Linked DNA regions of Dromaius novaehollandiae: region 2 is linked to region 1. A link is a contact called in public Hi-C data. All regions are on one chromosome and are shown on one strand. Each heading gives the region's core, a stretch centred on a gene start, on an enhancer-like site or on the middle of the called end of the contact. The rest is flanking DNA. Distances are from core to core; before and after follow the strand shown.

The links. A called contact is a pair of places that touch in the nucleus more often than the background predicts.
Region 2: a contact with region 1 is called in a Hi-C map of ovary, with 4 times the contacts expected there. The contact joins the enhancer-like site here to the promoter of TMEM40 in region 1. A contact is called at or near these places in 2 of 4 Hi-C or Micro-C datasets (brain and ovary).

The regions. Positions count from the first base shown.
Region 1 is chr12:9,902,940-9,906,303 of bDroNov1.hap1, forward strand. TMEM40 (transmembrane protein 40) reads left to right here and starts at 1,780. Exons shown (of 12, transcript XM_064518901.1): 1 at 1,780-1,894; 2 at 2,190-2,276.
Region 2 is chr12:10,134,282-10,137,615 of bDroNov1.hap1, forward strand. The region is part of intron 8 of CACNA1D (calcium voltage-gated channel subunit alpha1 D); the gene reads left to right. Among named protein-coding and RNA genes, the nearest start is that of CACNA1D, 97 kb to the left of the region's middle. Within about 2 kb of position 1,725, at least 1 of the 2 cell types and tissues checked has open chromatin away from gene starts, as enhancers often do.

The DNA.
Region 1 (3,364 bases), core at 530-3,029:
AGTAACTTGGTACTCCGAATGATATCCTGAGGACATACAGCCATAGGCTATCTCAAATTGAAGAGGAAAGGCAGGCAGCCAGGAAGGTAAAAAATTAATTAATAGAGATAAAGAATTAATAACAGCCAGAGAACTGTCACAGCGGATAAGATGAGAAACTGCATCTCATGAGGAGCAGCAAGGGGAAAACCAAGCAAGGGCACCTGCGGTGGTCAGGACCACCTCCCATCGGAGGGCTGCTGACTGGCCAACGGGCACACGCGTGTGGGGCCCAGGCTGGGTGATGGCCGGCCTGCCCAGAGCCACGGCTCGCAGTACCGCATAGTCAGTCAGGTGTGAAAGCAAATGGCGTTGGTCGATGAAAGCAAACGGCATTCACTAGATGAAAGCAAACGGCATTCACTAGCGCGCGGGCTATTGCCTGCGAACGACTCCAGGATCTGGAAGACTTTTACCCTTCAGGATTATTCAACCTGAACTCTGGTATTTGCTATTATCAGAACTGAAAGGGCTGTTATTAGACCTGCTGGTAGTGAAAGAGATTGCTGTGAAAGGGCAGAGATAAAATGGGCCCTTTACCATGGTTCCCTAAGGCTAACCAGGGATGGGAGGCTGGATCCAGCTTGGGCTGCTCCCTGTTGCTTTCTAAGAGCAAGCAGACAATGCACAACGAATGACACTTAACATTTTAACGAATGGAGGGTTTGCACCCACTCACTTAAATTACATGCCTCCCCAGGAAAACACACCTGATTTCCAGCCAGGAAACCCAGCAAACTTCTGTAGCTGGAAAAGGTGCAGGCAGGGATGCGTTGCAGACTGCGTGGAGAGCCCCGAGAGGCCCATCCGTCACAGCGAAAACGGGTGCTAGGCCGGGGAGGTTTGGTTAGAAACACAAGTATTTCCTTTGCCTCAGCTGATTCAGGGGTTTGGACTGAGCAGGTAATGCCGGAGGGGGCTGCTGGGGAGCGGGGCAGGGCTCTCCCGCCGGGGCTGAGGGCTGGCCCGAGCAGGGTGGACAACCTGGCTGGAGACGGCCAAGGTGGCACGCTGCCCTCCTTGGGCTCATTCCCGGCAGCCTAATCAGTAAACTCGGCTCCACCTCGTTCACGTCCCAGGTACTTACAAACAAAACAGGCCCCTTAGCACCAGACTGTGCTGTTCTCAAGCTTATCGCTCGAGCAGGGTGGTGTAAAGGCCTTTGCCCCAGAGGTGTGGCTATGCCCCCTCGCTACGCAGGAGCCCGCAGCTACCCGACGTGGGGCAAAGGGGCACCACCTTTTCCAGTGTGTCCTGCCGGGCACCGGCTAAGCACACCTGTAACCCACAGATGGCTGCGGCCACGCGTTTTCCACATCCCCATGCTCCCTTGTGGCCGGGCACCACCGCCCCGAGGGAGAGGGCGGCTGGGCTCCACCATCGCCCAGGTCGGACACGTCTGTGGGGGTGATGCTGAGCTGGAAAGCGGGGACTGATGGGGCCTGTGGCGGGGCAGGTGCTTGGCACTGCTGCGGCTTCATGGGGCTGCTCCCCCGGGCTGGGCTGCCATGGGGCCGGGCACAGTGGGGAGGCCGCAGGGAGGCCATTAGTGCCCAACCCAGCCCCAAAATGGCGGTGTCCCTCCATGGGCTCCCTGGGCTGCCTGGATCAGGCCCGGTGACGCCTTTCTGGAGAGCTCCGGCCCAGGGAAAACATGAAACTCCCCATTGCCACACACAGCTGACATCACGTGGCGTTGGCAGCCAAAATGATGAAACCAAACCCCGGGTTTTCCTGTGAGTCAGGCTGGCGGCCCGGGGCCGAGCGTGCGGGGAGGCTGGCCGCGGCGGCAGGCCGCCCTCCGCCCACCTCGCGCCAACGCCGGCGGCACCGGCCCCGCGGCCCCGCGGCACAGGTGAGGCCTGTCTCCTGCCTCCGGGGGCCTCGGGGCTGCTTCCGAGCTCTCGTACCCTCCGCGTACGTTTCTTACTGCTCCTTGAGGCATCGCGCTGCTGTACTAACCCTAATCGTGGTTACGGCGACAACATTCAGGATTTCAGTGCTACCTCTCAGCTCTTTTGACCTCTCTTCTGAATCTTTTACAGATGTTTCTCTTTCTCTCTCTTTTTCTTTTTTAATACACAAAATCCTTCTAGCAACCCCTCCCCGTTTCCCACAGCGACAGACTTGTTTGCCGTCGCTTTCCCCAGGCGGTGACAGGGGGGCTTTTGGCTTCTGAGGAGTTCGTTTTCCTCCTCCAGAGCTCCGGAGCGGCGACGCAGGCCAGCGCACGGCCCGTAAGTAGGAACGCAAACGCAACCACTTCCAGCCGTGGCTGTCGCTGCGCGGGGCGCGCTGCGATCGCTTTGGCAGGGCGGCCGGAGGACGTGTGCCGAGATGCCCGAGATCCGCAGAGGCCGGCAAACTGCGGCACAGCGTGGCGGCTTGCGTCTTGGCTTGCTCGTTCGGGTTGGAAAGGAAGGAAAAACGAGCGGTGCGGCGGGGGCGGGCGGGCTGGCGCCGGTTTCCTGCCCTCCCAGCATGGACACGCACTCGTTTTCCTGCCTTCCCGCCTATTTTCAAGGACTCTGTAGCAGTATGGTGTCTGAGTTTGCCGCTCTGTCCCATGTCACCTGTGTTTGGTGGCAGGGAGCAGGGCAGACAACAGCAGAATGATTTCCTTAGTGGCATTGCCTGAGGGAACCGGAGGACGATTTCAAACTGAGCTGCAGTGAGCGAGGTTTTGTTTTCTGAGAGAAGCTCCAGCCCTCAAGGACAGCTTTTTCTGGAGCCAGCCATTAAGATCAAACACAGACCTAAAGGTGTGTTTTAAAAGGCTCATTCGGTTTGGTCTGAGAGAGGGCAGGGGAGGGACTTACTTTTTTTTTTTTTTAATAAAATTCAGCAAGATTTGGTATCAGTACCTAATTAAAAATCAAAGATAAAAGTTATATTTGGACAATGTCAAAGGAAAAAGGTTTAGAATTAGCCCACTTTTTTGTCTTGAAGTCAAAACAACCTTGTTTTATTTTAATTGTTTGCTATCCCACTGAAGAATTTCCCCCAGTAATATTTCCACAACTAAGCAGAAGTTGTCTCATGTGGCAGGTACTAGCCTCACTTTCTAAAAACCTAGGAGAAGTCCAAATCTGTATATGAACTTTTTTCTAGCATGCTGAAAAGACCTCACTGCAGTTATGTACTGATTTACGCTGGGCAAAGCAGGCTGAGGTCTGCTCTTGTCCCTCCGCAGTGAGCTCATGGCCCGGCTGAAGTGCTGGTGTAGCATCATCCTTCTCTCGTTATTATCTATAATCAACTACATTGTTTTTAAAACATACAGTAACGTAATACATTTAAAACACAGAGTAATGTAAGTTGCCCT
Region 2 (3,334 bases), core at 475-2,974, 230 kb after region 1:
ACATGGGGCCTATCTCCAGAAATGGCTCTAGTTGCAGCTCTACTGAAAGGGCTCTGGAGATAGTCACCCAGAAAGGGTCTGGATACAGTTCTAGAAAAGGCCTTTATAAAAGGAGCTCCAGAAATGGCTATAGGAAAGGGCTTGAGAGAGCGCTCTAGATCCATCTCCAAAAAGTGACTGAGCAATCAACTCTAGATCCACATCAAAAAAATGGCTCAAGAATTTGCTGTAGTCCAGCTCTGGGAAAGGGCTCTTAGAATTGGCTGGAAATTTGACCTAAGATCCAGCTCCAGGAAGGGGCTCCAGAAATGACTCTAGATACGGCTCTCGGAAAGGGCTGTAGTGATGGCTCTTGGTCCAACTTTAACAGAGAGTTCTGGAGAAGGCTGCACCTCTGGGCTGAGAACAGAGGTGACAACTCTTCCCTAAACACACCAGAAAAAACTGGCTCTAGATCCAGTTCCAGAAGTGTATTTGGAAATGTGATCCGAAACATCCATGTTAGCAATTTCTTTTAGCACAGTATATTCGTGTATTCCTTAGAAATCTAGCTGGACACCTGTAACTGTTAGCTGATCACAAATAGAATAGTTGGGGTTGGAAAGAGCCTCTGGAGATCATCTAGTCAACCCCCACCATGGTCAAGCACGGTCACCTAGAGAAGGTGCCCAGGAGTATGTCCACTCTGGTTTTGAATTATCTCCAAGGGTGGAGACTCCACAACCTCTCTGGGCAACCTGCTCCAGTGCTTGTCTGCCAGGCATGTACTGGACCTATATTCTCCAAGCTCCCAAAATACTGGGAACAGAAACTGGGACCTGACAGCAGGTCTCAAAATATGCCAAGATAAAAGATCAGTGTGTGTCATCACCATCAGTACAAAGGATGGTCAGCTGAATTAACTTAGGAAGTTAGCTTAGAAATTAGAAAGTTAGAGGTTATCCCTAAAAAGTAAGGGACAGGAATTCAGAAATAGTCACCAACCTTGAAAGTACCTTTTAAAGTGTTTTGAAAGTTAAAATAAATGAATCAGTAATTCAGTATGCATTAAACTGTCTTACTGTGAACAGAGAAAATAATAAATGATAAAACTTCATAACTTACTTATCAAGAGACATGCCTTTAATGATGCATGATAATCTATTCCTCAAGATAGTCCTTATCATTAGAGGCTGGTTTCCACTGACAGCATTTTCTGCTGAAAGCATTAATACTACTTCAGGTAGCCATGGGAGCAAATAAGATCTTTCAAACATGCTTTAATAAATCTCTGTAAGTTGAATCTACTTCCTTGCTAAAGGACACCAAAGCATAAGCCTTGACATGTCCTTATATACATCCTCCTACATATAAGTCTTGTTGGTTACTAAGAGAATGTTAATTTTTCCATTTCATTCTCACAATATTATTTGCAGTATACATATGTAATGAATCTAAAAGCTGAGAGCACATACTCATCCATGCTAATCTCACCAACAATATCCATCAATGTAATGTAAAATATATTAGCACAGGTAAGCTTATATACCTAAGAACTGTTGTCTATAGTATACATGAAAAAAATTGTAGAAAAAGACATTTAAATAATGCCGCACAAAATAGAAAATGGCAGTGAACTGTCATCTGTAGTCTTTCAGCAAGAAGGAAATGAACATGTTTTGACAGCATTCCTTTTTTGCAAGTGAGGAAAGGCTTAGTCAAAAAAAAAAAAAAACTAACTACCTCACATGAATAAACAGAGTATACATTGAAAAAGAGGAAATGGAATTCAGCTGTAGAACTCAGCAGGTTATGATCTAAAGCAGGTTCTTTTGATTGTTTTGTGGCTGGTAAAAATAAAACTCAAACACACACACAGACATGAGAAAAGGAAATAGTATCCTTGCTGAATCAAATATACTGACAAATAATTGGGAAAACACTTTTGACTGTATGCAACAGTACTCCTCTTAACAGAGATGACTCAACTCAATGGCAGTATTTCAATGCTCTCTAGTAAGAGCTTGAAGGGAACTGATTTTATTTCATGTCCTGTTTGTACTCATTGCACTAAGGTTTCTGAGGGATTGGTCCTGTGAGGTGCTGATGAGCTCCTGGCAGGTAACAAACCACATCAATTTCCACAACTTAGTTGACAAGTGCCCATCACGGTGGTAGGGTTGGAGGTATATGGGGTATAGTCTTGCCCTGAAAACTGCTTGTTCTTTCTCTAAGTCCAGTGTCTTAAGTCAAACAGGTCTCTAATCAGTCCATCTTAGTGTGAAGGTATGATTACAGTCTGAAACATTAGATCTCTGTTTTGTTGCTCTGTTACCACCCTGGTCAAACTGTTCCCACATCATGCTGTTTCCCCAGATGATTCCATTGCCTTCATGTGCACCCTGTGGCACAGTAATGCTATACAGACTCTGCCACAGAGTTTGTGCTGGAGCTGTACAATATACATTTTGTTGATTGTTAACCAATCATATAGAAGTAACTGAAGCTAGGTAATAACAGTTCGCATTTCCTCATCAAGAACCTGGTCTTCCTTGTGCAAGCAAAATTTCTGCTAGAATCAATGGCTTTGCTGTAGAAATAATTCAGTGGTGTTCAGCCTGTGATTTTTTTTTTAATTCCTTCTAATAGAAGAGGTAACAATGATGTATATAAATCTCCAGTAATTAAAGATGCAGTATTACTTTGTGTGCCTCTATACAACATCTCTGTGGTACACACTACAGTTCAAGTGGTTGGAGAACTTGCATTTGATTCTGCTAACTTGTTGGCTGGTATGGTTACTACTATGTGAAACCTCTTCTGTACATCTGGTGATCAATAATGTATTCATCTGAGTACATTTTCAGCGTTATGTTACTCTGAATAAATGAATCTAGGATGTCTGGATGATGGTTCTACATACAGTGTGAGCATAACCTTCCAGCAGCAGACCCTGTGCACAGTAAATTACATGCTTTAATAGATGAATTCTCTCTCTCCCTCTATCGGCTTATGTTTTGCAGTGACATGAAGTGGCAGTAATATGGCCAACCAAGAATTTATGTCCCAATTTTTTGCTTAGAGATCTAAGGAAACTTTCCTGTCATTACTGCCTAGTGATGCACAGGAGATATAGTAGTACTCATGTTGCTGCACAGGCTCCCTTATGAAAAATGTCTAGCCTTTAGCATGGATGAATTTTCAGCTGGTGTGAGGCCGTTGTAGATGTCTCCTTAGTTATGTCCATGAATTACAGAGAGAAGGGAGCTGGGACATTGCTGTACACCAGATATTCTCATTTAACCAATTGGAGCTTTTGGGACTGTTGTGTGGATATTACCCTCCCCCTGAATTA